Regions from separate parts of the Zea mays genome. Here all the other regions are linked to region 3. The links are chromatin contacts, called in public Hi-C maps. All regions are on one chromosome and are shown on one strand. The core of a region is the stretch at or near the end of the contact, and the rest is flanking DNA. Distances in the headings are between cores, read along the strand shown. Region 1 holds the start of LOC100302578 (ATP binding protein). Region 2 holds the start of LOC100280330. Region 3 holds the start of LOC100194344 (60S ribosomal protein L18-like).

Evidence for each region. A called contact is a pair of places that touch in the nucleus more often than the background predicts.
Region 1: a Hi-C map of leaf mesophyll shows a contact between it and region 3, with 4 times the contacts expected there. The contact joins the promoter of LOC100302578 here to the promoter of LOC100194344 in region 3. A contact is called at or near these places in 5 of 25 Hi-C or Micro-C datasets (ear, endosperm, leaf and 1 more).
Region 2: a contact with region 3 is called in a Hi-C map of ear, with 2.4 times the contacts expected there. The contact joins the promoter of LOC100280330 here to the promoter of LOC100194344 in region 3. A contact is called at or near these places in 2 of 25 Hi-C or Micro-C datasets (ear and leaf).

What each region holds. Positions count from the first base shown.
Region 1 is chr6:137,904,373-137,907,430 of Zm-B73-REFERENCE-NAM-5.0, reverse strand. LOC100302578 (ATP binding protein) reads right to left here and starts at 1,519. Exons shown (of 12, transcript NM_001163739.2): 1 at 1,070-1,519. The coding sequence starts at 1,237.
Region 2 is chr6:137,741,373-137,744,300 of Zm-B73-REFERENCE-NAM-5.0, reverse strand. It overlaps LOC100280330, which reads left to right and starts at 1,341. Exons shown (of 6, transcript NM_001153256.1): 1 at 1,341-1,750. The coding sequence starts at 1,561.
Region 3 is chr6:138,174,408-138,177,270 of Zm-B73-REFERENCE-NAM-5.0, reverse strand. LOC100194344 (60S ribosomal protein L18-like) reads right to left here and starts at 1,353. Exons shown (of 5, transcript NM_001139380.1): 1 at 1,273-1,353; 2 at 1,100-1,189; 3 at 649-777; 4 at 251-433. The coding sequence starts at 1,275. LOC111589643 (small nucleolar RNA snoR53Y) reads right to left here and starts at 8; the gene lies at 1-8. It also overlaps the pseudogene LOC103630067.

The DNA.
Region 1 (3,058 bases), core at 270-2,769, 270 kb after region 3:
AGTTATGATGTTGTTCGAAATTGGGTCAATTTAGCTAGAGTCAATGTAGTTTGTATCCAAGAGACAAAAATGTCTGACATATCCAAATACACCGTCTCAACAATCCTTGGGAGCAATTTTGCTCATATTTTGGTCATGCCATATGTTGGGACAAGTGGTGGAATTCTGGTCGCCTGGTGCAAGGAGATTGGACCTGCTAGTGCCTCTCGGGTGGACTCCCATAGTGTGTCGGTCCAATTTAGCCCAAAGGATCTGCCATATTGGTTGCCAAATGTCAACAACTACACGAGAATCATACTAGATTCAAGTTACTAGGGTTTTCTGGATGCCTCAACTTCCAACAAAGCCAAAATTATATCCGATGTGACCATGCATGGTTGGTCACAATAGGTCCATGATCATTTCTTGCTGCAGTCAGTACAAATTTGCTTTTATCTGAACCATGTTATTTCCAATATAGCGAACAATAAACACATGAGTTTAAGAAATCATCTCTTATTGATTTCGGCATACTATTTCCCTGATAGGAGTGTGGCATTCAAAAGTGTCCCAAAAGAAATGGTAATCAACAACCAAAATACCACCTAAAGAAAACCAAAAAAGACAAACATTAAGTATATCCTAACGATTCTCTTTCCAAACTCTATTTAAAAACACAGAAAAGTTTACACAAAGATGTTTATAATCACAAATGGTTATCAGTTAGACAATGTGGGTTTGCCCGATGGGTAGGGCATTTCATACAGCTCATCCCAATCCTAGAATAGTATAAGCCGTGAAAAAAGGCCTATAAATCATTGCAGATTGTAATCATGGTGACGTAGACCGCAGCCCGGGACAGCCGAACGACACAGGCCAGTTATTATTCATGAAGGCAAGCAGAACCCGATCGATTCCGTGAAAGCAACAAACCCTAAAGCAAATCGCGGGATTCCAACACCTCATATCGACAACAACCCGATCTGGAACACGCGGCACTGGAACGCGCCGAAGACGCCACCTTCGCGATCCGCATTCCAACAGCTAGATCAAGCATTCATCTTTCGAGAGAGAGGCAGAGGAACCTCACCTGCATGAGCAGGCTCGACAGCATGCTCCCCGCGCCAGCGCCCCCAAGCCCAGGCATCCCACCGCGGTAGTCGGCACCGCCAGCACCAGCGGCGGAGGAGGTCGCGAGGTGCTGCAGCCCCGCGGACTGCAGCCAGCGCGCCATGACGGCGTCGCCTGAGTCACCCATCGCTGCCTGTGCGCCGGAGGCTCCGGGCGGCTGCGCGGCGGCGGAGCCCGCGCCGCCGCCGGAGAGGCGCTGCGACCTTCGCTGGGGCGCCAACTTGACGGTTGTGGGTAGGATCACGCGCGTCCCGGGGCGCCGCGGGCAGCGAGGGATCCGGCGGTGGCGGATCCCAGATCTGCGGGGTGGTCGGGAATGCGGGCGCCGGATTTGAGGAGGGCGAATTGGGAATGGGAATTGGTGTGGGGAGGGAGAGGAGGAAGAGAGTTGGGGGGCCTGGGAGGCTGCGAGGGAGGAGGCTGGCTGTCTGGCATTTTTATAAAAAAAAAATCGCTCCGAAATGAATTCGCTGGTGGTGGGTAGAGAGAGGAAGCGATTTTCCGCGAGCGAAGAAAAGGGTGTTGCTTTGTTTTAAACTTTGTTACAGAGTTTTGTGTTTGAAAAGGACTTATTTTGTTTTGGGAAAACAAAACGAGGAAAAGATTTGTTTGTGCGTATTGGCAACAGGATGGCCGGCTTGTTTTTAATTTCTCAATTTTCAACATGTTGTGTGTCATTAGTGGGTTAGTAATTAATACTATTCTATATCTAAACTCCTATATAACTCATCAGTTAAAACATTAGTAAGGCCATATTTAAATGCACTAAAGATAATAGTTAGTGGCTAAAATTATCTTGAGATATTCAAACACTCTAGCTAATAGTTCATCTATTAATTATTTTTAGTAAATTACCTAGAGCTAGCTAGCTAATTCCACTAATAAATTATTAGTCAACTAATTATTGGCTCTAGTGCATTCAAACACCCCTTAAGTGTACACAACAAATTAACTCTAGCCAAATTTCACCATTAAAATCAATGCTCCAAATCGCTTCATTTACCTACTCTCTCTCTCTCTCTCTCTCTCTCTCTCTCTCTCTCTCTCTCTCTCTCTCTCTTAATCAATCGCATCTAACATTTAGTGTTTTTATCACCCCCATCTCTCACTCGCCTCTAGCCTTCTCAGCCCCCCAACCCTCACTAATGCCCTAACCCATGTGATCACCCTCACATGTCTCGCTTGGACGGTCAACGCCGCCATCGCCCTAGCCCCATGCTCGCGTTGCCTGGACAAACCCGACGCCCCCCCCCCACACACACACACGATCTCCCTCAACGACGTCGATGTTGGTGGCTGCACAGGAACTCCATGGATACAAGCCTACACCAGATAGGTAACATGTGACGGGGGTGGCGAGCATGGGAGCTCTGCGGGCCACATGGAGATGGTGTGAGCCATGCGGTCACGATGCGGCGCTAGGTGGCTAAGTAGGAGCAGACGAGTTGGGTGGCCTATTAGGCTACCTGTGGCGCGACTGCTGGTGTGGTCCGCCTACTGCACTCCCTCAATCGTCTTGAGGTTATGGATCTGCGGTGGAGCGGTCTAACATCAGCGTAGGAACAGGGCAGGACGGGGACGCGGTGGAGAGGGTGCCACCATCATGAAGTGATCATTGATCTATAGGATGAAGAAGACGTGGTTGCATGGGATGGTCTGGGAGTGGACAGAAACGATGTTGAAATCCTCAATGTATTGCCTCTTCGGCATCGAAGATGGCGCGAGGACGACAGCACGACGAGTACCTCCTATAGCGAGCAGCGAGGGGTGTGCGCTGGCTCTCCACTAGGATGTGCGAGGACGGTGACACGATGAGCACACCCCGACGGGCATTTTACTAGTACAATTGTAACAAAAGTGATATTAGCTACATTCTTAGTTATATGTGCTTGCATGACTGCACAAGAGGCAGAGGGTGGGTTGGACTACGGGGTGTTTGAATGCACTA
Region 2 (2,928 bases), core at 92-2,591, 430 kb after region 3:
ATCCTCGCATGGCTCTTGCTGCATGGGGGCTTCAGCGCGGGAAAGTCGGGTCTTTGTTGTGATTCATTCGTTCGTCGTTGTGGGCCGCCTGTGTTTGCACTAATCAGTCTTACGTCTTCTTTGTTGGTTGCCTTTCCCTAGGCCCACGAAAGAATGACCTTACGAATTATTGGGCCCTTGGGCCTTTCGTGAGGCCTTTTACTTCTTTAGTGGACCCAGGGGATATCTGTCCCCCACACTAGCTGCAAGTGCCTATGCAGGTTATGCCGACGGGTCCAGGCCGACAGCTTCCAGCAGCTACACAAACTATCCGGGATCCGTCTATCGCCCCCAGCAACCATTTATTCGACTCATCTCCCTTATAAGTGTTGTGTCGGTGATAAGGTGTAACTTTACTCATTTTCTTTCTTTCTTTTTGACTCATCCATAGCGCTGGGTTTTGGAGGTCTAACTGATGTAGTCCAGTTTCTTTCAAATTTGTATGAGACGTCGGTCAAATTGAGTGTTCTCATCTATATCTATATTACACTATTAAAACCTAATATGGGCATCTCATGCTACCTCGTCGTCGCCCCCCACGAACTTCGCACCGACAGTTCCACCTGTTCGGCTCGCTCGTCGTTCCATTCCGTCCTCGCCCCCATTCTTCTTGTACGCGGCTGATTGCGACCCTCGCCCTCGCCTCCCCACAGCACCAAAACTGACCCCTCCCCGCGCAGCCTGTGCTGCCTCGGGGACGCCATTGTCGGCAATGCGGTAGAAGCATGCTTGGCCCGCTCCACAGGCTCCTCTCGATGTGCGGCGGGGTCTAGCCCACCTCATCGGCCCCGGTGTCGTGGTCTCCTTTGGGGACGACTCTAAGGGCTGCAACGACCTGTTTTGGTGACACGACCTCGTGCGCTGCCATATCGGCAACGTCTCCATCATCGTACCCTAGGCCAACCTAGTGCTCGAGGAACTTTTCTCATAACAGTATAACACACATTTATATATAACCTATTATGATATTATATATTTCGTTGCAACGCACGGACACTCACCTAGTATATATATAAACCAATACATTCATATGTCTATAGCTAATACTCGGTTATACATATGCTCCCGACTTTACGTAGTTTTTTACTGAGATAAGAAACGGTACCAAGTCATAAAATAGTCCTTAGTACAGTACTACTGTACAATGTGACAGTTAGAGTTGTAATAACAAACTATACGAGGTGTTCATAGCAAAACACCCGTATTATTCGCTTTCTTGCGCCGCTCCCTGTTTTTTTCCAGTTTTTTATCTCTCTATATCTAATTTCTCGTGGAGGCGAGCAGATAGACAGGAGAGAGAACGCACGCAAGAACGCGCTCTCCTCGCGATTGGACAGGGCGCGAACACCCCGAGGACGCGCGCGATCCCCGAGGACACGGGGGTGACAGCCTCGCCGTCGCCGGGGCGGCCGTTTCGAGCTCCGTCCCGCCTCGGCCCGGCTCAGATTTGGTGGGATCCGGCCAAGAAATCCCGCAGTTGGTGAGGAGGAGAGGAGGGGAGAGGAAGGGAGGGCGGAGGGGATGGGCGTCGGTGCGGAGCCCAAGGATCAGGCGGCGACGGCCGCTGGGGTGCCGGCAGAGCAGGACGAGGCGGGCGGGAAGGAGGACAAGGCCGCCGCGGTGTCCTGCTCGATCTGCCTCGACGCGGTGCTCGCTGCGTCCGGGGAGAGGTCCACCGCCAGGCTGCACTGCGGCCACGAGTTCCACCTAGGTAATTCTTCATAGACGCCGGATCTGTCGGTGGATTGTTGCTTGCGAAGTTTGTGGTTCAATCGCGTGGTAGGTGCTATTTTTGGGTTGTAGTGTCAAATTGAATGTGTGGATCCTTAAATGTGGCCAAATTCGTAAAAGTTTGTTTAATTTCGCTGAAATAGAATCGGTTTCATAATTTGTAGTTGCCTCTATGCTGAATTTTGGGCTAAGAAGTTCTAAAGGTCGGATCTTTTCAGCTGTATAGGCTTATGCTTTTGTTGCATGAACATGTTTTGTGGATGATTTTTTCCTATTTCAGTTGGCTTCATATGTCGGTACTGTTTGTGTGCGAGATTTGTTGTATGAGGATGATTTGAGAGTGTGCATGATTCTGAATTTTAGATTCAAGTTCGAGATGTCTATTTTTTCTTGTAACCTTGAATAATTTATAGTTACTTTAAAGGTTTTATGTGCCAATTTTGTGCTCTATCAATCTACTTGATAAAAGGCCCCATTTTTTGGGAGCAAGTCAATATTGAGACGGTGATTTGCAAATATGTTAGGAAATGTTACCAGTCTGTCTGTGCTGAAGAGCTCCAACTGCCTGAGAACCATGAGATGCAGAGAAGAAGTTTGTCGCCCCAATTCTCATTGGGCTGGTGCAGAGTGGGCCAAGTGAGCCCGGCCTGTTGGCCGTGTGTGTGGTGAGGAGTCCAGTATCGTATAAGTATCGTGTCTTGTAACAGGGAAAAGGGATCGAAAACTAAAAGATACAATTCCCAGCTTTCTGCTTCTGTTCTTCCTTCCCGAACTCTCTTCTTCCCTTCCTGTTGGCACTCCCTTCCTCTTGGTGTGTTAACAATTGGTATCAGAGGTCCACCGATCCTCAGATCCTCTTCTTCCCATGGCGTCTTCTCTGATCGATCCCACTCTCACCCTCTCCCTCGAGCACCAAACCAGGGTCATCTTATCTGAATTGGACTAGCGTTTCAGTGCGATGGACACCAAGTGGAACCCCCGTGTGGGTGATCTGTAGTCTCGGGCCACCGCGTCCGAGCGCACGACGACCTGTACGCGGCGTTTGGGCCCAATCTCTTCGACATCGGCGTTGGCGGAGACGGGCGGTTCTCCTCAAGCCTCTCCTTGCCCGACGGAAATCGCTTCTGCGGCTACTCCACCACCGCCTCCTCCCGCTGC
Region 3 (2,863 bases), core at 104-2,603:
CTGGGAGCCAGAAAATAAGACCAAATGACCAGTAGAAATAGATTAAAATAGAGTTGAAATACTTGCTTCTGTAAGGAATCTTAAAAAGTATCCCGCTAAACAATCAGCGCCTATAGCATGGTTAACTTACACAACACTTAATTGTTGTTAGGAGCATAAGGCTTAACTCTGTTCAGAAACACAATAGTTTAAAATGCAGACTAATGTTCACACAGCTTGTACCGTTCAACATAAAAAAAACAAAGCATACCGTGTTCTCGCCAAGTGGAGCACGAAGAGCAAGCTGGTCAAATGTGAGGCACTCGCCACCAGCATTGACAATCCTGGCCCTTGCTGTCTCCGTGAACCTCAGGGCAGTAACCTTCATTGCTGGAACCTCCTGGATCCTTTTGTCATCTGTGACTGTGCCAACAATGACAGCAATGTTCTTCTCCTGTTAACATACAAGACACTATTTCAGCACCATATCCATGGCCAAATGCAAACCAGCTAGACTAACCATTTTGCTTGTCAGCAATTTTTCATCCACTACTATTAACATACACAACTAATCTGACAATAAAGTAGCACGTGAACAAAAAAAATACAAGCACGTTACATTTCATTTTGCAATAACAGATTGTTCTCGAGTGGCTGTCAGATGCATACCTTTCCTTCCATAAACTTGACAAGGCGGCGCATGGAGATTGGTGGTCGGTTGGTTTTACTCATGAAAAGCCTCTTGAGAATGACAGCGTTGAAATTGCTCTTGGTCCTCCTGACCAAGAAACGGTAGAGCTGCACCCGAGCATAACACAAATCAAAATCGCGGGATACACAAAAACGTAGAACGACATGACACCTTTAATACATGGCAAGCAGATAACCCAAAGGTACTGCACATCTATCTATTATATGAAAGAGAGATGAATTCTTTTTATCTTCCAAAGTCGCTTCAGGCCGATGAAGCTTACAGGATTACTACACCGGCGCAACAAGCAATATCCTCGAAAATGATGCAATTGTTAGCATAACAGTATGGGACTACAGATCACACGGCATTTTCAGAACCAAACACGCGACCACGGGCAGATCTATCGAAGATAACGACGCCGCTTACCTTGACGAGGAGCTTGAGGTAGACATCGTCAGACTTGGGCGCAGTGCGCTTGGTCTTCTTATTCCTCCCACCGGCGACGAGGTCGATACCCTATGACACAGCGCGACATCCGCGTCAGGAAACAGCGCAGAAGCCATCTGGAAAGGGCTGCGAGGAATGGAACGGCTGCTCACCATTCCTGCGGGTGCGGCGGCGCTAGGGTTCCTGCGATTGCTGCTTACCTTGTCCGCCTCCTGCTCGGGAAGGAGAGAGGCGGCGGCGAAAGTGCGAAGTGGAGGATCTTTATAATGTGGGTGAAGAGGAAGACGGGTGGTGCTGCTAGGGTTTTGAATTAGTGGGCTATTGGGCTGTCATACGTGGGCCTTGATGGACTACGGAGATAGACTTTTATGGTCTATTATATTGTTTGGTTCCTTTTGACTAAAGTTTAGTTATGTCACAATAAATATAACAAGTTGAATTTCAAGGATATCATAATTTATGTTTGAAAAATATATTAGAAATTTTTATCAATATTTTATATTTAGTTTTATACCATTAAAGTTATTATTTTATTAGATTTCTAACCTATCAAAATGATTATAAAGAATCATAATATATTTTTTTAGTTACTCTAAAATATGCTATTAGCTACTAACCAACAAATTTGAACAAATAACTTGTTTTTTACGTGAAGAAAAAATAAATTTTGTTAAGGAGTAAATTGAACCAACTTAAAGGAGTGGATGAGTAAGGGTGTGTTTGGTTGGAGAGTCAACTAGAATGGAGCGATTCTATTCTAGTTTTTGAGAATACAATCGTTTTATCCTGCATTTGGCAAGTAGAGTGAAGTCCCTCCATTTTTTGTTTGGTTAAAAAGTAGAATAGAGTGAAGACGCTTCGTTCTTTGTTTGGTTAGAGAGTCATATGAGTATAGAGGGGATGAGAGGGAGCAGAGCGCTCGCATTCGGAAAAGCGCTCACATCTGGTCGTTTTTATAGAGCGGGAATATTCTAACTATTTATGTTAAATTTTCATATGGAAACTCTAGGAACCGCTCCACTCTTTTTTCTGTTGAAAATCAAACATCCAGAAAATAAGATGGAGTCGCTCCATTCTTCTTAAGTGTTCTAAAAATTAGTTTAGAGGTTTATGCGAACATTAAGAGTAATTTGGAATTTTCCTAATTAAAAAGACGTTAGAGTAAGAAGGATAATACCACCTATAAATAAGCTGAGAGCTATTAAAAGGAGTACTGCATAGAAAAAAATTCAACGGTTGTCAAAAGCAATCGGAGGCCCTTCCAAACCTCCGTCGGACACTCACCCTCTCCGGCATGGCTGAACCTACGTCGACGCAGTCGCCAGCGCAGACGCCGCCCCCGCCATCGGCGCAGCAGACTCCCGTGGAGGGCGGGCGCGCGGACCTGCTGCCGTGCCTGCCCGCGCGCGAGCTCCAGGCCGTCGACCGCTCCCTCCGGTCCTCCCACCAGAGTACGGAGTGCCGACCCCCCATCATTTCCTCCCTCTCTTCCTCTCTACTTCGCTCTGCGCTGCTGCGGCACTAGCCAAGCCTCGTGGTGCTCGTTCGGTCCACGGCGCCGTCGCGCGCCAGGTGTGCGTTGTTTTGCCTACGAGAATCCGAGATGGATGACGGGGCCTTCCTCTTTCTAGAGGGATATTTTGCATCTTTCTTGTTCCCAGGCAAATGCATAGCGATTAGTTGATTAGGTCCTGAGACTGAGGAGAACGAATCTTGTATCATTTTTTATATGCGGACTTAAAT